Regions from separate parts of the Mus musculus genome. Here all the other regions are linked to region 6. Evidence: chromatin contacts called from public HiChIP or PLAC-seq and Micro-C data. All regions are on one chromosome and are shown on one strand. Each heading gives the region's core, a stretch centred on a gene start, on an enhancer-like site or on the middle of the called end of the contact. The rest is flanking DNA. Distances are from core to core; before and after follow the strand shown. Region 1 holds the start of Nfe2l1 (nuclear factor, erythroid derived 2,-like 1). Region 2 holds the start of Sp6 (trans-acting transcription factor 6). Region 3 holds the start of Cdk5rap3 (CDK5 regulatory subunit associated protein 3). Region 4 holds the start of Copz2 (coatomer protein complex, subunit zeta 2). Region 5 holds the start of Cbx1 (chromobox 1). Region 6 holds the start of Hoxb13 (homeobox B13). Region 7 overlaps Gm11523 (a long non-coding RNA gene).

Region 1 (3,434 bases), core at 310-2,809, 640 kb after region 6:
TATTAAATCTGCCACACTTCCTAAAAGGTCTTATTTGAAGCAGACTGTGCGTGCAAGGCATTCAAAACTTTCTTACACTTTGTCTCATTTACCAACACTCTTAATAGAACACATTACCCAGTTTCTAATTTTAGCACAAGAAGTCCATTTCCTATCCTTAAAAAAATTTGGTTTCCCATGTCATTGTCCTTTCCAACTCTAAAGAGAAGACAGAGATTATTACTGAGAGACTGTGAAAAAATACATGAAAATGTTCAGGCCTCCATTTCATATGCCTTTTTGTTATTCCAACTTTTGAAATCTCATTTCCCCTTTCCTATCATTCTTTCATTCGTTAATTAATTAATTTATTTTTTTAAATAAAAGACCAGCCTAATAGCACAGGCCACTCAGAACGTTGAAACGTTAAGATCAGGGGTTTAAGACCAGCCTGGTTTCAATAGTAAAATAAAAGAATGTCCAGGACAAGGATACAGATCACGGGTGCCTGGTTAGAGGCCCTAGGTCCAATCCCCAGTATGGCAAAATAAAAGAACAGGGTAGGGTACAGGAGGACAGTGGAAGATTGTGGAGCCGTGCTCCACCTGGAATTTGAATTCACAGGTTTTAGCTTTATTCACATGACCTTCTGAGCCAAAGCAGAAGGATATGGCCAAGTTCTCGATCTCACTTGCCAAGTGGGGAGAAGGTAAATTTGCCTTCCCATTTCTGATTTCTACTTTTGAGCTTCCATTAAATTCCTAAACTCCTCTACTGTGGCCCACTATCAACTTCGCTCTAAAGGTGAAGTGGGAGCGACACGTAGGAGACACACACACCCACGAATACCCTCATTCGGTTGAGTAAACATCCCTGCTTTTGAAACCCGCCCGTCCTCGCGCAATTTACTACTAAAACTTCCCAAGAGCCACTTAAAGTTTGAGAGAGCAGACAAAGTTCTTCAAAGCCCACAAGGCCAAAGAGAGAGCGCTCCGGCCCCAGTCCGGTCCCACCCTGCCGTACCCGAGTCTGGATGAGACCAAGCTGCCATGCCCACTCTCGCCGACGCGCCTCCAAGCTTTCTGGGACACGGAGCGACAAGTGCTACTTTGCTGGCCTTGACCCACCCTTAAAAGCGAGCCTCACCCCGCCCTCCGTTCCCCAGGCCCCACCCCGCTCGCGAGCCCAGCCTCACCACGCCCTCCCATGCCCTCGGCCCTTCTCAGTCCAGCCCACCCAGGAACACGCTTTCTGGTCGGCCCCGCGTTTCTTTCCGGCCGTGTCCAGGGCCCGAGCCCGATCAAGACCCCTCTCGGCCTCCCGGGTCCCGCCTCCTGCTCCTCAACCACATCTCGCCGCCCCTTATCCCACAAGCTTTCGGCCCTGTTGCACCGCGGCTATCTCGTTGGGGAAGGGAATTAGAGCAGGTACCCGCTGCTGAGGTCACAGTCTGTCGCTGCCGCCACAGCAGGCCCTCAGCCCAAGTCCCGGCCTCGCCACCGCCGCCGTCGCCGCCACCTCCGGCCGGCCTGGAGCGCCCAGCCTCGGCTTCCCTCCCCGCCCCCTCCTTCCACTGCACTCGGAAACCCGCCCGCCACGGCCACCCCAGAAACAGTTGGTCCAATCAGATAGCCGGGACTAGAGTCGTCACCGGATGTCACTTTGATTGACAGCAAAGAAAACCCAATAGTCGAGTTTGTGTCTGCCCACTCGGCACAGTCCTCCCGAGACTGACGTGGAGAGAAGTCCAATGAGTGTGCAGGCCCGCCCCCCGGTATGGACCCACCAATGAGTGAGGCGAAGGCCCTAGTGTCCGGCATTCTGAACCTCTCCGCTGCGGGTTGGAGGTGGGCGGTGTTGTAAGTTAGGTGATTCTAGCTCATTGTGTGCCTAGGAATGCGGTCCTTTAAGGCAGATAATGGAGCATTGACGCCGGAGCCCGAGATTCCGTCCTTGAGGGTCCCCACGGTGACTTGTAAAAGTCCAGTGAGATCCGAGGGGGGGGCCGAGGCGGAGTACGGAGCATGTGGCTCTGATGGTCGCGACGTTCGTGTCGCCATCTTGAGTCCTGGCAACGGAAACCGGTACCCCCTGTCTGCCTTAGAGCCTGGTGTAACCTGTTCGTCAGGCAGGAAGGGTGGCATCTTGTAGCCCAGGCAACAGTCAGGTCGTGGAAACTGCGGGGCAGACGAGGGCCTTAGAGAAATGTTGGTAGTGTGATAGATAGGACATAGTAACTCGTTTTTGCCATCAAAGAAACACCGGGAAGAGCCCCTCCCCTTCCTCTAACCTCGCACACAGCTTAGTTTTTGCTTTTCAGGAACGTTCCATCGTTGCCAGAGTTCCCCATACAACTATAGTACCAAAACATTTTTTGTGACTCAAATATAAGTGTGCTCTCAACATCATTTATTAGATTCCAAATTACAAAGCCTTTGTGAGATTCTTGTTCAGTGACCCTGTGGTAGGGGCCTGATAACGTTCCCTATAAGTAATTCTGATACAGCTGGTCCGAAGACCACATGTAGGAAATCATTGTATTGAAGTTTGTACTGTGTAGCTGTGGGACAGAGGTGAGATGCCAACTGAGTTCTTGTCTCCTTTTAAGAGGCCATAATCTAGTTGACAGTTCATTATTCGCTGTCCTTGTGCAATTAAGGACAAGGCCAACTGATAATGCAGCAGATAAGTTCACTTCACGCTGTGCTAGGAGAGTTAGCACCAATATGGAGGGGTTCTCAGAATGTAAAGTACGTTTCACAGATATAATATGCACCAAGAATTCAACTGATTCTTACAAAAATTATTAAGCTACCACATACCTTTTTAAATGGAAACAAATTATTTTGAGCTAGTTAACACTTTCAAAGACTGTTTTTACTTCATCGTTTTTTAGTGTGTCCCAATAAATTACTAGAATACAAAATTTATGAAAACTAGACATTTGTGTATTAATTGTTGGGTCTTCAAAACAACAGGCATAGTGTCCCATGCCTTTAATCCTGGCACTCTTGGAATCTTTGTGAACTCAAGGGCATTCTCATGTACGAAGAGTTCAAGATCAGCCAGGGCTACAAGTGTTGGGTTTCAGAGGGGTTATTTTACTTTACAAAGTAGACCTGGCCTCCAGGTCCTCCCAGCATTCCTCAGTCCTTACCTGGCATACTCACCCTCTACACAGACTCCCCACAGGCTCTTCCCTGTACAATCCAGACATTTAGTTCTCTTGGCCCCTCCCTTCTCTTTTCTCTCCCTCTGCACTTGTTTCTCTTTCTCTTCTCCCCTCCCCTCTGTCTCCCTCCCCCTGACCTTGTGGCTCCGGACCAGTGAACTCACCTGCCTGGAAGCAGTTTCCCAATAAACCTGCTTACATATACCCTGATCTGGCTTGAGTTGGCTCGTTTCACCGCTGGAGAAATAATTAATCATCCAGAACAGGCAGAGCTACATAGAAA
Region 2 (3,440 bases), core at 34-2,533, 820 kb after region 6:
GGGGGTTTAGCAGGGCAGTGGTGGCAAACGCCTTTAATCCCAGCACTTGGGAGGCAGAGGCAGATGGATTTCTGAGTTCAAGGCCAGCCTGGTCTACAGAGTGAGTTTCAGGACAGCCAGGGCTACACAGAGAAACCCTGTCTCGAAAAAACAAAACAAAACAAAACAACAACAACAACAAAACAAACAAACAAGTCACCTCGGGAGATCAACGCGCTCTGAAGGCGGCAGGGAAGGCTCCTGAGCTACTTCTAATCTGGCCATCAGGGCAGAGAGTTAGGGGGACTCTGGTACCCACCTGAGCTGGGGGTGGGGCAGTGTCTCAGGATTTCCACCAATTCGGATCCTGAGAGTTCTGTGTAGCTGAGTGGCTGTGTGGCTGTGCTGAAAATGTACCAGAATGTGACTTTGCACGGGTGCGCTTATTTCCTCCAAAAGACCTTTCTCTAAACGTATACTCAGCTGAGACTAGGAAAGAGCCCGCGACAAAAAGTCTTGTTCAATCCGCTGCTGAAATGTTCCTTCCCAGGCCCTTTCAGATGCCCGCCCAACCCTCTGATCCCAGTGCGCCCCAGCGAGGGTGTCAGGCGCAGGCTGAGCAACCCGGACCGGGAGGAAGGCGGCGGGTTTAGGAGGTGGATTTCTGTGGTACCCGGCTTGCCGGAAACTGAGGAAGACATTGAGGGCATGGTGATCACCCAGAAAGGCCAGTGACGGGAGAGAGGGGAAGGATCTCTGGAAACCAGGAGGGGAAAGTTCATAGTGGTGGTGGAAAGGGACGGGGGAACGGTGTAGCCAAGATAGAACTCTCATGGCTTAGTGCTGGGTGTGGGCCGGCCAGAAACGTAGTTTTCAAACCTGTTTCCTTTTTTTTCCCACTCAGTTCTAGCACTGCGCGGCTAGGACGGGTGGGTCAAAAGCACTGGTAGCCACGTGTGCCTTAAGAAGGCTCGGTAGCTTCTCCAGGACCCTCTGTCCTTCGTCCCATCCAGGATCTGAATCTTGTTCCCCGCCTGGACCGGGCCAGCTCCGGGTTAGATTTCCATGGCATCGGACGGGTCTCCGAACTCGGGGGAAAAAACTCTCGCAACTCAAGCTCTTAACTCAGAAGTGGTGGGGACCTGGGAGGAGTGAGGGAGAGGGAGGGAGGTGGCCTGGATAGCCATCCTTCTTGTCTGCCCCCTCCTCGCGCTGGGCTGGGCTTCGCCTCCAGCCAAGCCTGCAAGGGTTAAAGGCGGCCGCAGGTGAGGTGGGCGGGGCCGCGGGTTCGGGGGAAAAAGGAGTGCAGGGGAGAGGATGAAGGCAGAGAGTGCGGTGAGTCACGGGCGGAGCTGGCCTCGCTCGCTCGCTCGCTCGCTCGCTTACTCGCTCACCGGCGCCCGCCCGCCCTCCGCCCTCCCGCCGGCTCTCACTGCCTCCACCGTCGCGGATCACCCAGCCCGGTCGCAGCCCCGGCTTGCCCTCGGCTCCTGTCCCACGCCGCTGAGAGCCGGCCAGCGCGCAGGGCCCATGAGCGCCCGTCTGTAGCGCGCCAGCCTGCGGTGCCCCAAGCCCGAGCGCAGCCGCCAGGTAGGAGCCCGGGTCCGCGCGGTCACGGGTGCGCGCTGCGGAGATCTGGGGTCAGGGGGTGGGTGGGGAAAGGTGTTCGGAACACCGCAGCCTAAGCTGGCTTCTTGGGGAGGGGGACGTCCTAAAGGATCCGAAGGGCTGGGAGCCCCGACGGAGGAAAAACCGGGAGGACGGGAGGGACCAAGGGAGTTTGGGAACTGGGGAAACTGGAGCAACTGGGACAACCGGAGGATTGAAACATTGAAAACCTTGTTTGAACGGAAGTCCCCACCGCCTGAGTACCGGGAAACGGGAGAGGCAGCGGATCCAATGGGACTTAGGGCGTCTCTGCCGTCTTTCTCCAATTGGAGAGCCGATGTGCTCGCTCCTTTCTTTTCGTGCAACCTTGGTGGCAGGCCATTACACGCTAGGCCTGGGCTCAGGATCTCTGTCCAGAGAGGCCCCTCTGCAACCTGGTCACCCTAGCCTTCCCATCCCCCAGACCCTGGGGCAGTTCCCAGTCTCCAAAAGCTCTTAGGGTCCCAGAATCTCACTGCTCCCGCCCCAACCCCTTCTGGGCCGCCCCGCCCCGGCCTGAGGCTCCGTTCCTGCTGCTTCACCCAGTCCCTTTCTTGTGGTAAGGCAGCCCGAGCCTGAGTAGGCACCCGGGTCCTCCTCTTCCTTGCCTCTCCCAGATTTTCAATGCTACTTCCCTGGTCCCAGAGTCGGAAGGTGGTAGGGTCAGGTGAGTCCTGCTTGGGGAAGGCCCTAAATCATTGGCCTCCTGCACCCCAGGCCCCACACGGGCAAGGTTCCAAGGCTCTAGGGAGAGATGGAGAGAAGACTGGGACCTTATGGTCACAGATTTGTAGTAGAGAAAGGGGTGGAAATTGTAAGCTCTTCTCTTCTCTTCTCTTCTCTTCTCTTCTCTTCTCTTCTCTTCTCTTCTCTTCTCTCCTCTCCTCTCCTCTCCTCTCCTCTCCTCTCCTCTCCTCTCCTCTCCTCTTCCTCTTCTTTTCTCTTCTCTTTTTCTTCTTCTTCTTCTTCTTCTTCTTCTTCTTCTTCTTCTTCTTCTTCTTCTTCTTCTTCTTCTTCTTCTTCTTCTTCTTCTTCTTTTTTCCTTTTGAAACAGGGTCTCATTGCGTAGCCCACGCTGCCAAAGCCTTCTGTTTCAGGCTCTTGCATTGAGTACTGGGAATATTTATTAGCCGGTTCCCACCAGGCCCAGCAACATCTCCTGTTCTTTTTCTTATATTTCCCTCTTCCTCCCTCCTTCCCTCTCTCCCTTCCTTCTTTTGCTGTGTAGCCTAGGCTGGCCTGGAACTCTGCATTCTTCTGCTTCAACTTCCTGAGTGGCTAGATTAAAGACTTGCATCACCACACCCAGGCTAGATCTTTAGGTTTCTGCTGGGCCTTAGGTTTCTAATGTTTAAAGAAGGAGAATAGATTCCCAGAGGGACTGCACAGAGTGTGTGGGCTGCATAGAGTGTATTTGTTGATTGAATAATTAAATGAACATTTTATTCTAGTCACTGATCCAAATTCAGCTTGCTTTAAATGAGAGCAGGCTCTGGACAGTAGCTCGGAATACTTGGCTGGACATTAGAGGCGCCTATACGTGCCCCCCCGCCCCCCCCCCCCTGTGCTTGCCATTGAGCTCTGGGTTAAGGGATCCTTCAAGCTCGGGTGCTGTCTCCCTTAGGGAGCTGCGGTTAGATTTGCCTGAGTGTCTGACAAGCATCTCTGGGTGATCTCCTTCTGTGGTAATTCCACCCCTCCCAGCTTCATATGGAGGGAAAAGGAGGTGGGTGAGGGAGTGGGCCAACCAAGCTAGTCAGGGAGCAGGGGAGTGTGTAGCAAGGTTAAATGCCTTTCCACATCGGTGGTACAGC
Region 3 (3,088 bases), core at 557-3,056, 720 kb after region 6:
TTACTCTGTATGCACATAAATGTATGTATGCACATGTGCCACAGCTCACAAGTGGAGGTCAGACGACAACTTTTGAGATCTAAGCCTCTCCTTCCATCACAGGGGTCCTGATGCTGACCTCAGGTCATCAGACTTGCCGGTAAGAACATTTACCTACTGAGCCATCCTGCTGGCTCTCAGTTCCTTTCCATCTCTCTGTACCTCAGTTTCCCCACACATCAGATGAGGCCCTATGCACCGAGCCTTGTGCCTCGCAGTGGCTCACAAAACCTTAGTGATTTCATCTTAACAAAGACAAGTATAAAATAGCAGCGGGGATGGAACAAATGCTCCATGGTGAGCGGTGTCCTACTGGTTCTTCTCAGGACTCGAGGACAAACTGGCACACCCAGGTAGATGCAGCGGGTGCCCATACACTATGAATACATGGTGGCCCGTGCCTGGCAGGCACTTGGGAGGACTCACCAGTGTCCATCAAAGGACTGAATACTCCCTCTCCTTTAAAACAAATCTTTCAACCGCTTAATTTCTCTCAAGCAACAACAGTATCAGAAATTCTGACTCTGAGTTCTTCTCAAGTTGTCAGAAAGGAAAACAGCAGACACCAGAATTCCTCCAGGGGCTGAGGTCGGCAAACACCCTCTTAAGGACGTGTTACCAGTGGACTGGCGTATCTGGTGAACACAAGGGCCAGGGGCTGTACACACCCCCAGAAGTGACAGAATGAGGGATGTAAGCCAGATGCAGAGACTGCCTGGTCACTAAAAGGTCTTCTTGTCTCTCTGTCATTTTCTTTTGAAATAGTGTCTCTCCATGTAGTCCTGGCTGCCCTGGTGCTTGCTATGTGGCCAAGGCCTGCCTCTGCCTTCTGAGTGCTAAGACTAAAGGTTTTTTGGGGGGGTGGGGGTGGGGGGCGGGGAGTACTAGGCTGGTACTTGCTATGCAAGCCAGGCTGTCTGAGAACTGCCACCAATCCTCCTGCCTCGGCCTCCCAAGTATTATGGTTACCAGTGTGAACCACCATGGTTGGCATAAAAGGTCTGTATGTGAGTCTTAGGGCCCTCTTCTCCCTAAATCCAAGGAGAGAAACTTTTTAAATAGATGGGAGAGGATTACCCACCCCAAATAATGCAAAATGCATGAAGACAGAACCAAACAGACTTAGGTTTCAAATGGATCAGCCATTTGCTTAACTGTCCATCTTTAACACTATCCATTTGTCCTGTGTGCCTGAATACGATTTGATACTACGTGAGAAACGTTAAAAGTAGAAAACACGGAGCCAGTACAGACTTTCCATGCTTCCTTCCTTGCAGAGCAAACAGTTCGCTGGAGTAAAGCACCTCAGCTGGGACTTTCACAGCTCCTGGCTGCTGGTTGGTGACAGGGGGCAACTAGCAGACCTCCCCCGAGAGCCGACCGCGCGGGGGCGCCCTCTCCTACCGAGCAGCTTGCTGGTCTGGATGTCGATGGGCACGTGCTGATGGTCCTGGTGGGAAATACGACCGGGAGGGAGGGCGTGAACGCGGGAAGGCGATGCGCCTCGCGCGCGCTCATTCCACGAGTCCAACCGCCACCCTGCAGGGGCAGAGCACCCGACAGAGGACGGGAGGACTTGAGGAGGCAGGACAGGAATCCCAGAGAAGACCCAGTTTCTCCAGCCCTGGTCCCCACACCTGCATCCTTTCTCCACTTCCGCTTCCGGCCAAAGACCCCGGCCCAGCCTAGCACCAATCCTGAGCGGCTGTGCTTGAGCCTCAGTTCCGAAACAAACCGGCCTCCTTCAGCCACGTCGCCGTCTTCAGCGGAGCCAATCCAAGACCACGCTCCGCCCCTCTGCTGAAAGCCCCGCCCATCACGATGTTCTGATTGGTTGAGTACCGGAGGGGCGGGAGAATAGCTGACAGCCAATGGAAGGCGAGAGGCGGGCTCCGGCCGGGTGATCTCCAGGAAGGGATGTTACACTTGCACGATGGCGGTAGGGGGCACCCAAGAGCCGTTTTAGGCTGCTTTTTCATCAGCCTGGCGCGGAGCCCCCAGCTAGAGAACGAACACATGCGCGGAACAGGTCCTAGCACCTTCCCGATGGCGTTTCGAAAGTAGTTAAAAAAAATACTTTCTTCCCACCATTTTCTCCCTTTACCACATATAGAAGGTCACAGGTCTCTTGAGGCTCTCGTCACATTTTGTCCTCCCATTTATGATAAATACGATTTTTGAGCACCCGATTCTTGTTGGACGACTGGGACAGGGAAGGGAGAGGAAGCAACACTCATTGAATAGTAAACAAAAAGTTGCGTGGTGGCACACGCCTTTAATCCCAGCAGGGAGGCAGAGGCAGGCGGATTTCTGAGTTCGAGGCCAGCCTGATCTACAAAGTGAGTTCCAGGACAGCCAGGGCTATACAGAGAAACCCTGTCTCGAAAAGCCAAAAAAAAAAAAAAAAAAAAAAAAAAAAGTTGCAGAAGGAAGGATGATGGCGGGTGTTCCTGGTGGAGTGGAAAGGCTGTTTCTGATGGAAGAGACTGCACAAACTTTAAAACTACAGCTGCAAGAGTGGTTCAGGGAAAGACAAGCAGGGGAGACCGGCAAAATATACGTGGTCCAAGACAAAGTGAAGTGCAAGGTCCCTTGTTTCACGAGGGATCTCAAGAGGACACTACACAGGTCTCCCACCTATAGCTGACCTCAGACCCACCTCTATACAGTAAAAGGTTTAAGGCAGTGACCCGGGAGGAGGCTGTAAAAATATAAGGATCGTAACAAAGAGTCCCTCATTAAGGAACTTGGACTTCACACTGCAGACAGAGAGGAACCACTGAAGGGTTTGGTACAAGGAAGGACATAACACATATTGGTTAGGAGGATGGGCTAATGGGCAATAAGGCTGTGTCCAGAGCAACTAGGAGGCTGTAAGGGAGAGGTTGGGCCTCACCTAGGTCAGAAGCTGTAGGGAGGAGATAAGCAGAATTTAGGAGGAAAACAGACAGGCGTTGGCAATAGATTGGCCAAATGGGTGAGGAGGGAGGACTCAAACATGACACTCAAGCTGGGCAGTGGCGGCACACGCCTTCAATCCCAGCGCTTG
Region 4 (3,061 bases), core at 183-2,682, 660 kb after region 6:
AAATCCAACTCACAGGACCTAGACGGTAGATGGAGAGAAGTGACTCCTTTAAGCTGTCCTCTGATCGCCACGTGAGCCCTGTGTCACACCCTCCCCTCATCAATAATTACTAAGTAAAATAAAAGCGTAAACAAAAGGATCAGTAAGAGTAATTGTTAAAAAACAAAAAAAGGTGAAAGTTGGAAAGAGAAGTCTTAAGCAGAAGGAAGTCTGGTGTGAGCGACTGTGATGTTCTACACTGAGGCTGTCAAGGGCAGAATGGGAAAACCCGTGGAACCCTCCTACCCAACTAATTAGCCCAACCAGCTTGAAAAGGTCACACGAAGTCTGACTCCTCTCAATGGGTATGTCTGAAAACACCTCCCTAGGCACGGTGACTTCTGACATACAATGAGAGCGCTGGCTCGAGTATAAGACACATCTGTCAGTGTTGTGAATGGCTGGCTGCCCAAGCACCAGTAACTACCTCACTGTATGTGGTCATACTCTGGCCGGGTTAGTCCACAGGCTCAAGCTGGACTTCAGGTGTGTTGTGACCCTACTGGCTTCATCCACCTCTGGGTCTTGAAAAATGTCTGGCGGAGGTGTCCTTCAGCCCATGGTTCTTTTCCCCAGGTACTATGAGGGGAAGCGGGGAACTCTTCCGAGTGGAGAGGTCTCACTGACAGGCTCTGTCTTGAGATCAAAAAGGTGACTTGAGGAGCTGGAGAGATGGCTCAGTGGTTAAGAGCCCTGGCTGCTCTTCCAGAGGTCCTGAATTCTATTCCCAGCAACCACATGGTGGCTCACAACTATCTATAATGGGATCTGATGCCCTCTTCTGGTGTGTCTGAAGACAGCGACAGTGTACTCACATTAAAAAAAAAAAAAAAATCTCAAAAATTAAAAAAAAGAGAGTTCTTCAGCACTCGGGAGGCAGAGGGAGGCGGATTTCTGAGTTCGAGGCCAGCTTGGTCTACAAAGTGAGTTCCAGGACAGCCAGGGCTGTATAGAGAAACCTTGACTCGAAAAACCAAAAAAAAAAAAAAAAGAGAGAGAGAGAGAGAGTTCTTTTTTAAAAAAGTGACTTGAACTATTTGTTCCAATGATACCTACTAGGAGGTCCTGAGGACAAAGTGAACCTAAACTGAAATTTGGGCTGTCCCAGAACAGCCACATGGAGACCTCTGTGCACCAAAGCCACAGGCGCCCTAGGCCAGAAGAGGCAGTAAGTGGGAAGAAAAGAGTAGGCTCTGGTTCACCTGAAAGACTGGGAGGTGCACAGAGGAGCCCAGAGGGAAGAATCCAAGTAGGGAGACGAGGTTCTGCAACGACGTGGGGGTCGGGCAGAAAGCTCGCCCAGAGAGAGAGGACGCACACAGAGGCCAGCCACGCAGGACTGGGCGGAGGGGCGGCGTCGCGGGGGGCGGGCACGGGGCGGGGCGGCGCTGTCAGTGCAGGCAGCGAGCGGAATGCAGCGGCCGGAGGCCTGGCCACGTCCGCACCCGGGGGAGGGGGCCTCAGCCGCCCAAGCCGGGGGCGCAGCGCCGCCCACCCGAGCCACGGAACAGCGGGTAGGGAGCACGGAGTGTGGGGTCCAGGGGCAGCAGGATCGGTGGTCGGGGGCAACTGATTTACCTCGGGCTTCTAAGCTGGGAACTTTGTGCCACCACTGCCCAGCCCCGGAGAGGGAGCCCGGGCCCAGGAAGGGGAGAAAAAGTTTGTCCTGGAGCGCACGGGCGAGGAGGCCTTGCCTGAGTGGAGTGTCGCAGGAGGGGCTGAAGTTCTGGGGAACTCGCCGCAGTTATAACCGACTTGGGTGGCCGGGATGGAAGCGAGATTCTGGCGGGACGAGGGAGGAGTGGGAGTGGCGAGGTGGTCTGGTTGGGTTCCCTTGCTCCAGAATGATGGCCGCGCGCATCTGGAACTGGGGGTCAGCTGGACATAAGGAGGCTCGTCGCCGCTGTTCCCCGGGCCTAGGTTCTGTGATACACTCCGACTCGGGCTCTGGAGCAGTCAGTGCATGACAGAACTTGGGCCCGGTAGGACCTTCTGCACCCAGCGGACTCAGCGCCCACTCCTCGGACCTGCAGTGAAACATCTGTCTGGGAGTGGAGTGGGCACCGGAAATGGTCCATGTGGCACGGGGTTGGGCTGGAACCAGCTATGGGTTGGGGATTAGCTGGCTCCATAGAGCCCTGACTCGGTGTCCACTTTGAGTCAGGGGTTCCTTTCCCTTGTCACTTTCAGGAACCTTCTCTCTACACCATCAAGGCTGTCTTCATCTTAGATAATGACGGGCGAAGGCTGCTGGCCAAGGTAACCCCTCCCCGCTGGAACCTCGAAGACAGTGCCATATGTCCAAGACAAGCGGTCCCCACCCAGCCCTTTTAACTCCACCTATAGGAGAAACTCTGCATTTTGGGTGGCAGAACAGCCCAGCTTAGATTCTCTAGAGGTCACTTTGTCCACACTATGCTTTATCAGTCTAACAGCGAGGGGCTGGGTGCGTGAGTGGGGATCCCTTCGGTTTCTTTCTCATGTTCCCTGGCGAGTCTTCTCCTTGTCCTTGTCCTGGCCAGCTGCATCCTTGGCGTGGGACGCTCCACCAAAGGGATCAGTGGATAGTTGAGCCTGCGTCCTAGGGATCTGAGTTCCTAATCCGAGTAGACAAAGTCGCCTATGTGTATTTCAGCTAGGTAAACACGAAGGACTTAGCATAATAATGTAGTAGAATCAGGTGCGATTGGGGAGACCATCTAGTCTCCCTCTTTCACTTCACAGATGTAGACAATGAAGTCTAGTGACGCTAAGTAAGTTGCCTAAGGTCACAGGGTTAGTCTCACGATTGCCACCAGGACTCAGGATTTAGATGTGAGGCTCAGGTAGTTTTCCTCGAACTCCCATTCAGTTATCCGGTATCCATTCTACATGGCCTGGGTGAGATGAGCTAAAACTACATTTAAAGCTAAGTTTCAGGGTAGATCAGATGGCTCAGTGGGTAAGGCTGCCAAGCAGCCTGACAGCTTGAGTTGGGTCCTGAGTTCACATAGTTGAAAGAGGAGCAAATTCCTCAGGTTGT
Region 5 (3,217 bases), core at 274-2,773, 590 kb after region 6:
ATAGTCTAAACTGCGCTTTTTTTTTTTTTTTTTTTTTTGGGTTTGCTGTTGTGTTTGTTTGTTTGTTTGAGACAGGGTTTCTCTGTGTAGCCCTGGCTCTCCTGGAACTCACTCTGTAGAACAGGCTGGTCTTGAACTCAGAAATTCTCCTGCCTCTGCCTCCTAAGTGCTAAAGTGCTCTTAAACTCCCAGCAATCCTCCTGTCTCAATCCCGGGTACTAGGATTAAGAGGCTTGAATCTGGCCTTGGAAAGTTTGATCAGTTCTATTATCAGTTGGACATCTCAGTTATTCACTTAATCACATATTCAAGGAATTTTTACCAATAAATACTGAGAGTCAAAACGTGACCTTGTGGCCGGGCGTGGTGGCGCACAACTTTAATCCCAGCACTCGAGGCAGAGGCAGGCCGATTTCTGAGTTTGAGGCCAGCCTGGTCTACAAACTGAGTTTTGAGAGAAACCCTGTCTCAAAAAAACAAACAAAAACAAACCAACCAACCAACCAAACAAACAAACAACCAAAATGACCTTGTCCTTGCTAGAAACAAACACCAAGGATCCTGAGTGTCGTGGACACAATGAGTCATATGAAGCGTCTGTCCTTACTGGAGTTCCTAGTTCAACAATTAGCAGCAACCTACCTGAATCAGAGTAGCACCCGTGTTAAAGAATGACAGCCCAGCCGTGGTTTTTGCTTAATTCCGTTTCTTTAGACTAACTTGATAAAGGATGTTCACAGAGATGGAGAAATCCCCATGAAAGTCACCCACCGGCAAGGGCAATAAAGGGAAAACTTTGAATGTGGTGGTCTGTGTTTGTAATACTCGGCATTTGGGAAGTGAAAACAGGTAGATCAGACTTCCTTGAGACCCTGTCCACTCAACAGAACCAACAACCAAAAATAAAACAAGAATAGAGAGGGAAGGAAGGGGAAAGAAAAAAAGCAAATTCAGAAAGTGTCGATGGTGTCTACCTAGACGGTTAATCTACTGCTTTCTGAATGGAGCAGTGATTCAAACTGAGAGGTAGGAACCCCAGTCAGGTGGCAATAATAGGTAAGATTGCTGGACATTATTGAAGGTGATTTGATAAATCTCAGGTGACGAATACAATATTTTTCTTTTAAACGCAAACGGACCAAACATCAACGGGCTAGTTTCCAAACCTGCAGTGTCCTACTTTTGTAGACTGAGTAAGGAATACCAGCACGCGCCTGGAATCCAGCACTTTGACATTTGAAGCAAAAAGAAAGGCCACGAGTTCGAAGCCACCTGGGCTGCGTATCCTGTTATTAAACAAACAAACCCCACCACTACCCATCAATTTCCTAGACTGTAGAGTTATGTTCTAAGTAACAGTCGACTTCGCCTTTCCAGTCAAAAAAGAAAACAAAACTACGAAAACTCCCTACAATCCTTGAAAGTGGAGGTGGGCGGCGCGGGATTCGCGCGGTACTTTGGGATCTGTAGTTTCTGGCCGACTCTTAATCCCAAGGTGCCCTGCGGCGGGTCGTCGCGTCTGCGCAGTGCAGGCGGCGGGCCGCGCAGAGTGAGAGGCTCTTTTGTTCGGCTGAGGGGAGGGCCGTTAGCGGGGCCTGCGGTACGCCGCTTCAGCGGGACGGTCGACTTGTGGCCACACGGCTCTTTGCTCCTCTGGGCGCGCTACTCCCCTCGGACCGCCCGACGCAACGCGCGAGTAGCGCGGCACCGATTCCTCTCGGACTCTCGGGCGCTGCTACGAGGTGAAGAGGCGGGCTGGAGGCGGGGTGTGTGGGGGGAGGGGACGCGGCAACGGCGGGAGGCCGCGGACCAGCGCGGGCCGCTAACGGAAGAGCGGAGACCGAGGAATGGGGGGCGCGCCCCGGCCCAGCGCCCGCCGGGTCCGCTTCCCGCGCAGAGCTCGCGGGTTGCGGGAGTGTGGAGAGGGCGGGGCAGCGAATCCAGAGCCCGGGAGCCGAGTGGTTCGCGATGAGCGGAGCCAGCGGAGGGTTAGCTTTTCAAGAACTGGACCAAGAGCGTTTGACCCGAGTGAGGGACTCTAGAGTTGGGCGGGAGAAAGAAAACTTTGGGACGTCCATAAGGGGGACAGGTGCTTTTGGGTGTGCGTGGCAGGGACCACGACTTCGTACTCTCGAGGTTTAGAAATGTAACCTGAGAAAGCGGACACGGTGGCAATCGCAAGCAACCCCCGTAGCACTTGGAGGAAAGAGAGAAAAAGTAACCTGAGGATATTGGGTCCAGTTGCCACTATCAGAGAAGTTTCTCTTGCCAGAGTTAAGAAGAAGTAACTTCCAATAAACTTGAACAGGAGGATTTGGGCAGCTCACGGTGTGCTAGCGGGGAAGAGATTTGTTGAATCCGTCTAGGGGTGGGGGTGGGGGGTCAGGCATTTTCTTGACCTTGTCTAAAAGTGGAGTTGCTGGGATAGGTAGGGTAGAAGTCTAGAGTGACTGGTCAAATGTGGAAGAAAATAAAGGGTCCCTGGGGATGTAACTTAGTTGGTAGAATGTTTGCCTAGCCCACTGCACAGGCCTGAATTCAATCCTCTGTACCTTATAAATTCGGGCTGGGCTTGATGGCATTCATGTAGCCCTTGGGAGCGGAAACAGGACGATCAGGAGTTTAAAGCCTTGCCTGGCCACCAGGGGAGTCAAGAAAGGGTGAAAAGGCCACTTTGTGCCTTGTAATGGGTCTTCAGTGTGAGTTGGGAGGCTGTGGAAGAACACGTGTAAGGCAAGACTCATCCAATGAAAGAGATCTGTTCTTTGTGCGTAAGCCTGGGGGCCTCAGTTTACCTCTCAGGATCCAGGTAAAGGTGGAAAGAGCGAGCAGACTTCACAGAATTGCCCTCTGAGCTACAAATTAGGGAAATGGCAGGGACCCTCGAAAGCAGGTGCATGCCCACCGGCAGCGAGAATATTTTTATTTAAAAAGCAGTATAGAAATATAGAACTCATTTCGGTGTGTGGTACTGAGGACCTTGCACACATGTAAGTTATCTACCACTGAGTTATGTTCCAATACCATAAAAAGGTTTTTTGAAAAATGAGTTATGCTAGAACATAGGGTAACCTCTCCAGTTTTGTGTTAAGAATCATGTCAGCTTTTTGGAATAGTTTCAAAAGACCTAAGGTTTTCTGGTAGATGTATGGCTACAATCAAGAAATTGGTGCCTATACACTTCCTGGATGCTCTCTAGGCATATCTGGGAAGTGGT
Region 6 (3,310 bases), core at 421-2,920:
GATAAAAATCAGAGGGGATGTTTGTGCTTCATGTCAGTTATTAACAATGTCTGTTGGGAGTGATACACAGTATACTACAGGCCTCCATTCTGGCTTTCATAGGCCCTTTCCCACAAAGTGACTCAAGTTCAAGTTTAGGCTTTGGCTGAGCCGGACTCAGCTCAAGGGGTTCGATTCTTTATTACAAACAAACTCTTGATGTAGAATAGAAAAGTTCAAATTTTCTGCCGGGGTGAGGGGAAACCTGAGAGAAAACTAGAAGACACAAAGGGATTTCATGTGAAAGTGATACAGGAAAGAAACAAAAAACAAAAAACAAACCAACTTTAAGGGCAGATTTGTGAAACAAGCCATTTGAATCTACAGCACAATAGGCCCCAACAGAGGGCCTCGGACAATTCTAGCAGTTGGGGTAGTTCACTCTCTCTCTCCTCCTCTTTAACTTCCAAGGAAATTTAAAGAGGCAGCTAGGGGGTCCTGAGCTTTCTAGTCCCTCAGTCCTGTGGAAGTGTGCTGGGGCCAGGGTTCGGTTCCTGGACTTTCCGGCCTAGAGAGCGGCACCAAAGAGCAGAAAGGCCCCCACACAGACCAAGCTCCTGCAATCTTGGGACCCAGGATCCCCACAGGTGGGGATGGCCACGAAACCAGCCTTGGCTCCCCCAGACTGCAGATTCCAGAAAAAGGGATACAATCTTGACCCCCCCTTCCCATTTGTGATGTTTCAACCTCTCCCTCTCTCCCTCTCCCTTTTTTCCTCTCTTCCTTTCTCCTCCCTCTCTGCCTACCCCCCCCCCCCCCGCCAGCCTTCCTTTTCCACACCGAGTCTATTCCTTCAAGTAAAGCCCCTGTACGCCTGTGTCTCTTGGTCTCTTTCTCCACCCTTAAACGGAAATCCAGACCCCCTTCCCAGACATTGGCTCTATTTCCCCTTCAGATCCGGACACTGCGTTCCCTGAGCCAAGCACTGCACGTTTTCAACGTTCCTTCGTGTCCCCCGCCCCTTGGCTCCGCCTCATCCCCATTGGGGCCTCCGGGCTTTCAGTGTTGTGACTAGGCAGGGTCCTTGGGGGACAGACCTGGAAGGCACTTGCCTGGGCGCAGTGTATTAGGGACAGAAAGGATATCTACAATGAGCTACGGTGGCTAGTACCCAGCCTCCAAGCACAGAGCTCCCTGACGCCTACAGTTCTCATTCCCATCTCAGAAGCATTCCCGGGTTCTCCTTTGAGGCAGCCCGAAGTGGCCTCCCAGCCCTTCCCCCGACTCCCCTCATCCCCAGGAGATGGACACTTTATTGGGAGAGCTTTTTATTCTCTCGTTAAACCTGCCAAAGCGCAGAAGACTGGGAGCCAGGAAGAGAGAGAGAGAGAGAGAGAGAGAGAGAGAGCGCAGGCAGAGACCCGAGACAGCAGGCAGAAGCAGAGACACATATAGAGACAGAGACACAGAACACATACAGATAAAGACAGAGACACACATACAAAAAGAAAAAGAGACAGGCGGAGAGGAAGAGAAGGGAAGAGAGGAGGCGGAGCCGGGCTCCCCGTCCCTTCTCCCCCTGCAATTTCTGCGGGAGGATTTTATGAGCCTCTCTCCCCCAGGCCACAGCCAATCAGCGCTCATGCCCGGGCTCTTGCGTCTCTTGCGTCAAGACGGCCCAGCCAGGCGAATGCAGGCGCCGTTCGAGCTGGGAGCGATTTAAAACGCTTAGGATTCCCTGGGCCTGGGTGGGGAGAGACAGCTTGCTGCCCCCTAGAACCCTCACCCTCGGCTCCCCATGAGCCGATCATTGGCTCCATGGAGCCCGGCAATTATGCCACCTTGGACGGGGCCAAGGATATCGAAGGCTTGCTGGGAGCTGGAGGGGGTCGGAATCTAGTCTCCCACTCCTCCCCACTGGCTAGCCATCCCGCGGCTCCAACGCTGATGCCAACTGTCAACTATGCCCCCCTGGATCTGCCAGGCTCTGCAGAGCCACCAAAGCAGTGCCACCCTTGTCCTGGGGTGCCTCAGGGGGCATCTCCAGCTCCTGTGCCTTATGGCTACTTTGGAGGCGGGTACTACTCTTGCCGAGTATCCAGGAGCTCCCTGAAACCCTGTGCCCAGACGGCCGCCCTGGCTACCTACCCTTCGGAAACTCCTGCACCTGGGGAGGAGTATCCCAGCCGTCCCACCGAGTTTGCCTTCTATCCGGGCTACCCGGGACCATACCAGCCTATGGCCAGTTACCTGGATGTGTCTGTGGTGCAGACCCTGGGAGCCCCCGGAGAGCCTCGCCACGATTCTCTGCTTCCCGTGGACAGTTACCAGCCCTGGGCCCTGGCCGGTGGCTGGAACAGCCAGATGTGTTGCCAAGGTGAACAGAACCCACCAGGTCCATTCTGGAAAGCAGCGTTTGCAGGTAAGTTCTACTCTGGCTCCCCTTGGCTCAGCATGGGCTACGCTGGCACTTGCTGGGAAGGAGGAAGAGGAGAGGAAGGGAAACTTCGGGCTGATGAGGAGGGGCCTAGGGTTCCTGGGTTATTTACTAGGACTGTGAGGGAGGGTCCAGGCAACAAGAGGGCCTCAGAGGGTCAGAATAAGGGGCCTCAGCAGGGTGCTAGCCTTCCTGACTTCTCCAGGAGGCTCTAGGACCAGTCTTTGAATATGTCGGGAGAACCTTGGATCTCTGCTGTTGATTGGGGGCAAAGAGTCCCTACCCAGCACAATCCCAGACTAATTCTGCCCAAAGGCCAAATGACATAATCCAGTGGTCTCGAGAGTGGCATTGAGAGGTGGGATCGGAGATATTGGGTGTTTCCTCGAGAATATAACCCTTTCCTTTTTTTAGGTCAATTTCGAAAGGAAAATTTAGGTTTTCTTTGACTGAGGGTGTATTGAAGGGTGTGTTCGTGAGTGTGCGTGTAAGTGTGTGTGCATGGTGTTTGTGTGTGTATGTGTGTGTTGGGTAGGGAACAGAACCCTGTTTTCTCATGTACATAATTTGCCAGTTTGGAGGAGTGGCTGAATCCGAACACGCATGTGAAAGTGGATTGTGTGATTGTGGACAAAAACCTGACAGGGTGGGTGTGTTTGCAGACTCCTGGTGTGAGGTCAGTGATGGTGGGGGTGGCCAGTAGGAGCAGAGGCTGAGTGAGTGGCTATCAGAGAATCAGGCAGAATCTAGGGCTGTGTGCTTTGAGGGAGCCGGGCCCACACATAGGATGATCAGGAAGCGCCTGCAGGATGACGTAGCCCTGAGGCGTGCAGGGCCTGGGTCTGCGCTTGATCTTGCGCTAGAGAGGGGACTAAGATGCCTTTTCTTCCCTCT
Region 7 (3,390 bases), core at 1-2,500, 680 kb after region 6:
GTATTTGTCATGCTCCACGGATGGATTCTATCTCCTTTACCGTGTAACTTTCTTTACCACTCCCACCTCCCATCTCCGTGAGATAGACAGATGTCCTCATCCAAGCTTGACAGGTAGGAAAACTGAGTCTGTTCCCTGCTCCTGGGACCAGAAACAATGGGGCAGGAATCCAGGCGTGGGCTTCCTCGTGAAGAAGGTGTGCCTTTAACTAGGCCACTACCCTGACCCCACTGGGCCCACCCTTCCTATTGTTCCCTGGTGCACTCAGACTGTTCCTAGGGCCAGCAAGACCTGCCTATTCTGGGTGTCAAAATGGTTGGGATTAGGATAACGTTAGGAGGTGTGAGCAGAAGAAGACAGTGGGAAACCAGCTGAGCAGAAATTTTGGTGGGGCAGTATTGACGAGATCAGGCGCGTTCAGGGTGGTGGTGGGGTGGCAGTATTGAAATCAGCCCAAAGGTGCATATGTGCGGTGGTTCACACCTCTAATCAAGGCAGGAGGGTTGCTGTAAATCCAAGGCCAACCTGACTTGCAAACCTGAGAACACAAACTTCAGCTGCAGACTGAGATCCTAACAATTAATTCGTTAATAATCAATCGGAGAATATAAGAATCCTAAAAACTGGGCTGGTGAGATGGCTTAGCGGTTAAGAGCACTGACTGCTCTTCCAGAGGTCTTGAGTTCAAATCCCAGCAACCACATGGTGGCTCACAACCATCTGTAATGGGATCTGATGCCCTCTTCTGGTATGTGTCTGAAGACAGCTGCAGTGTACTATATAAATAACAAACAAATAAATAAATCTTAAAAAAAAAAATCCTAAAAATCCTTGCAGACCACCACTCTCACCCTGCCTGGGAGGATCAGGATTCAGGACCCCTGCTTATGAGATGAAGAGCGAACAATTGTTTGCTGGGCTGGAGAGCCGCGCTGAAAGGCTAGCCTGGGCATCCTAGTTTCCAGAGCCTGTAGGTGATCCACCTCATCCTGCAAACTAAGACAAAGGGGAAATAAATCAAGTGTGGATCTTTAACTCCAGATCCCTCTTGGCTGGGGGTGGGGGCGTCTGGAGTCTCCCTTAAGCTCTGTGTAAATAAACTGAGGGGGAGGCTCAGGAGCAGTGGCTGGGAGAGACAAAGGGGCCGAGAAGAAAAGATTAGCAGGGAGAGAGCGGGGGTTTGCGCTGAGTACTGGGACAGGCAGCCCCTGCAGCAGCCGCAGGGAGGAGGAAGTCTCCGGGCAAATGGTCTTAAGGGATCTATTTGTAGGAGCGGAGGCCCAGAGCCCAGAGACCGCCTGTGTCTGTGTGCAAGCTGCTTAGGAGCTCTGGGTCACAAGAGAAGTGAATCAGGGCTCTCCCGGATGGCAGTGTTTTCTCCTCCTCTTCCTGACTCTCCTCCTTCCACTCTCCTTAAACCCACTGAAGCCCTGCGGCAGTTGGGATGGACAGACACTGGAGACTGATCCGTGTACAAGGGAAATGGGGGGGCCCTTGAAACGGTAGAACTTGAGAGGGGTCCCCGTGTACAGGGCAAATAAGGGCAGCCTGAAAACAGCTGAATCTGGGGAGATAGAACTGCGGGGTGAGAGAGCAAGGGGGTTCTGGAAACTGCCGAATCCGAAGAGGCCAATTTGTGTACCAGGAAAAATATAGGGGAACCTGGAAACCGCAGAATCTGGGGAGACAGTTCGTGTACAGGGGGTGGGAGGTGGAGAGAGAGAGAGTGTGAGAGAGAAGCCTGAAAACAGTCGAATCTGGGGAGATGGGTGGATTCCTGTGCAGGAGGAACTGGGGGAGACTAGAAACAGCGCAATCTGGGGAGATGCGTCAGTATACAGTAGAAACTGGTGTGGCTTGGAAGTGGACTCTCCCGGGATGACACTCGGTGTGATTGTAGTGCGTGTGTGTGTGTGTGTGTGTGTGTGTGTGTGTGTGTGTGTGTGTGTGTTGAGAGCCTGGGGTGCAGAGACAGAAGCAGGTACTGGAGTGGAGTCACAGGGGAGGAAGGGCTTTGTGGAAATGCCCCTGCTTGTTAGTTTTGAGGTAGACCCCTTCACATCTGCTTCCTGCAGACAGGCCAGGTCGGGGAGAAGCTTTCCAAAAAGGAACCAAGGTTTTGCAGCACTGGAAGACAAGAGCTTTTTGTGGGCAGTTGCTGCCCTGGTTCTGAAATAAGCAGGGGCTGTAATTCCCTAAGGGAGCCAGCAAAGGAGCTGAGAAAGCCGGTGGGGGTTGGTGGTGAGGAGGAGGAGGGAGCCCTCTCCCCAACCCTTCTCTGATGGGGACAGGCCTCTTTCTGCTTGTCCAGTGACCGGCCTGACCTCTCCCCCTCAGTGGTTCCCTTCTGACTGACAGACAGACAAAGACAGAGCTGCAGACAATCGACTGAAGAAGGCCCCACAAAAAGGCCCCCTTCCCACTCACCAACCCCTGGGGAGAGGCCCCAGGCCATCTAGGGCTAGAGCTGTCACTCTGGTGGAGATGTCTTCAGGTGACAGGCCTTCAGGGGACAGGGGTGACTAGGAGCTTAGAAAGGTCTGAGATGTTTGAGATTCTGAGTGTGCCTCTTGGAAACCAGGACTTTCCGGGGCGGGCTGGCGGGCGAGTGAGCCAGCGGCCTCCACGGGAAGAAAGAGGGCCTGGTCCAGCGGCTGTCCCTGTCCGTCAGAGCAGTAACAGCCAGGCAGACCTTATACTGTTTGCTAGCTGTGGGGTCTGAGGCCAGCTAGAATCTCTCTCTGGGTCTCTGCTTCTCATCTATAACATGAAGGACCATTCTAGATCTCGAAGGACCCTTGGGGTCTAATATGAGGATTTTTAGCAGACTCTGGGGAGCAGGCAAGCATTGGGAGGAGGCTGGCTTTGAGCACACAGTGGGAGCTTTAAAAGCACCAATGTTTTCCTGCATCAATAATCCACTAGAACATACACGTTTCTGCTTTAAATCACCCCAAGTGACCTTTCTCTTTAAGCAAAACTATTTTTCCTCCTTCAACCACCTTGGGCTTCCTGGTTTGCGATTTAGGAAGAGATGTGAGGTCTGCTCTTGGAATCTCTCCTCCTTGCTGGTTTTTACATTCTCAGTTCTCTCTCTCTCTCTCTCTCTCTCTCTCTCTCTCTCTCTCTCGCTCTCAGGCCCCTTGGGGCTGTCTTGCCCATGGCTTCTGTTTTTTTTTTTTTTACCCCCCACCCATCCATGTCTCCTGAAACTTTTTTACCCCATGTCTCCTGAAACCAGGAATGTTTGAAAAGAAGAGTTATGTCTGAGGTCTTGCAGCTAAACCTCAGAGTCTCAAGGAGAGGACCGTCCTTCCCAATAGAAAGACTTCTAGGCACCTCAAATCCCTAAACATTGTTGGTCCTTATCCCTATCAAGCTTGGAATGGT

Evidence for each region. Hi-C and Micro-C count contacts between places; a contact is called where the count stands out from the background. HiChIP or PLAC-seq counts read pairs in DNA pulled down with a chosen protein or histone mark.
Region 1: a contact with region 6 is called in an H3K4me3 HiChIP or PLAC-seq map of embryonic forebrain, with 3 times the contacts expected there. The contact joins the promoter of Nfe2l1 here to the promoter of Hoxb13 in region 6. A contact is called at or near these places in 1 of 39 promoter capture datasets (the SN4741 cell line) and 8 of 115 datasets of contacts at active chromatin or transcription factors (bone marrow-derived dendritic cells, craniofacial prominence, embryonic forebrain and 4 more).
Region 2: a Micro-C map of embryonic stem cells shows a contact between it and region 6, with 4 times the contacts expected there. The contact joins the promoter of Sp6 here to the promoter of Hoxb13 in region 6. A contact is called at or near these places in 1 of 39 promoter capture datasets (cranial neural crest), 4 of 484 Hi-C or Micro-C datasets (all in embryonic stem cells) and 4 of 115 datasets of contacts at active chromatin or transcription factors (embryonic forebrain, embryonic midbrain, embryonic stem cells and 1 more).
Region 3: a contact with region 6 is called in an H3K4me3 HiChIP or PLAC-seq map of embryonic forebrain, with 5 times the contacts expected there. The contact joins the promoter of Cdk5rap3 here to the promoter of Hoxb13 in region 6. A contact is called at or near these places in 1 of 39 promoter capture datasets (hippocampal neurons), 4 of 115 datasets of contacts at active chromatin or transcription factors (embryonic forebrain, embryonic hindbrain, embryonic stem cells and 1 more) and 2 of 9 other capture datasets (adipose tissue and liver).
Region 4: a contact with region 6 is called in an H3K4me3 HiChIP or PLAC-seq map of embryonic forebrain, with 6 times the contacts expected there. The contact joins the promoter of Copz2 here to the promoter of Hoxb13 in region 6. A contact is called at or near these places in 3 of 39 promoter capture datasets (hippocampal neurons, pre-B cells and second pharyngeal arch cranial neural crest), 10 of 115 datasets of contacts at active chromatin or transcription factors (bone marrow-derived macrophages, craniofacial prominence, embryonic basal ganglia and 7 more) and 1 of 9 other capture datasets (liver).
Region 5: an H3K4me3 HiChIP or PLAC-seq map of embryonic forebrain shows a contact between it and region 6, with 4 times the contacts expected there. The contact joins the promoter of Cbx1 here to the promoter of Hoxb13 in region 6. A contact is called at or near these places in 1 of 39 promoter capture datasets (hippocampal neurons) and 4 of 115 datasets of contacts at active chromatin or transcription factors (embryonic forebrain, embryonic stem cells, epiblast stem cells and 1 more).
Region 7: an H3K27ac HiChIP or PLAC-seq map of differentiating embryonic stem cells shows a contact between it and region 6, with 4 times the contacts expected there. The contact joins the enhancer-like site here to the promoter of Hoxb13 in region 6. A contact is called at or near these places in 2 of 39 promoter capture datasets (the C10 cell line and hippocampal neurons), 1 of 484 Hi-C or Micro-C datasets (the G1E-ER4 cell line) and 11 of 115 datasets of contacts at active chromatin or transcription factors (bone marrow-derived macrophages, craniofacial prominence, differentiating embryonic stem cells and 8 more).

The regions. Positions count from the first base shown.
Region 1 is chr11:96,828,409-96,831,842 of GRCm38.p6, forward strand. Nfe2l1 (nuclear factor, erythroid derived 2,-like 1) reads right to left here and starts at 1,560. Exons shown (of 5, transcript NM_008686.3): 1 at 1,411-1,560.
Region 2 is chr11:97,017,459-97,020,898 of GRCm38.p6, forward strand. It overlaps Sp6 (trans-acting transcription factor 6), which reads left to right and starts at 1,284. Exons shown (of 2, transcript NM_001363230.1): 1 at 1,284-1,569. It overlaps Gm11532 (predicted gene 11532), which reads right to left. Exons shown (of 2, transcript NR_133649.1): 2 at 3,050-3,440.
Region 3 is chr11:96,914,708-96,917,795 of GRCm38.p6, forward strand. It overlaps Cdk5rap3 (CDK5 regulatory subunit associated protein 3), which reads right to left and starts at 1,807. Exons shown (of 14, transcript NM_030248.2): 1 at 1,677-1,807; 2 at 1,444-1,489. The coding sequence starts at 1,682.
Region 4 is chr11:96,848,444-96,851,504 of GRCm38.p6, forward strand. Copz2 (coatomer protein complex, subunit zeta 2) reads left to right here and starts at 1,433. Exons shown (of 9, transcript NM_019877.2): 1 at 1,433-1,553; 2 at 2,230-2,298. The coding sequence starts at 1,452. Mir152 (microRNA 152) reads left to right here and starts at 1,950; the gene lies at 1,950-2,022.
Region 5 is chr11:96,787,612-96,790,828 of GRCm38.p6, forward strand. Cbx1 (chromobox 1) reads left to right here and starts at 1,524. Exons shown (of 5, transcript NM_001362560.1): 1 at 1,524-1,742.
Region 6 is chr11:96,192,646-96,195,955 of GRCm38.p6, forward strand. It overlaps Hoxb13 (homeobox B13), which reads left to right and starts at 1,671. Exons shown (of 2, transcript NM_008267.4): 1 at 1,671-2,401. The coding sequence starts at 1,798.
Region 7 is chr11:96,871,426-96,874,815 of GRCm38.p6, forward strand. Gm11523 (a long non-coding RNA gene) reads right to left here. Exons shown (of 4, transcript XR_880183.2): 2 at 2,428-3,390. Among named protein-coding and RNA genes, the nearest start is that of Gm11523, 7.5 kb to the right of the region's middle. RefSeq lists an enhancer at 831-3,029. Within about 2 kb of position 1,251, at least 80 of the 459 cell types and tissues checked have an H3K27ac peak or open chromatin away from gene starts, as enhancers often do. A contact at or near this core is called in bone marrow-derived macrophages, differentiating embryonic stem cells, embryonic forebrain and 1 more, where this site is marked.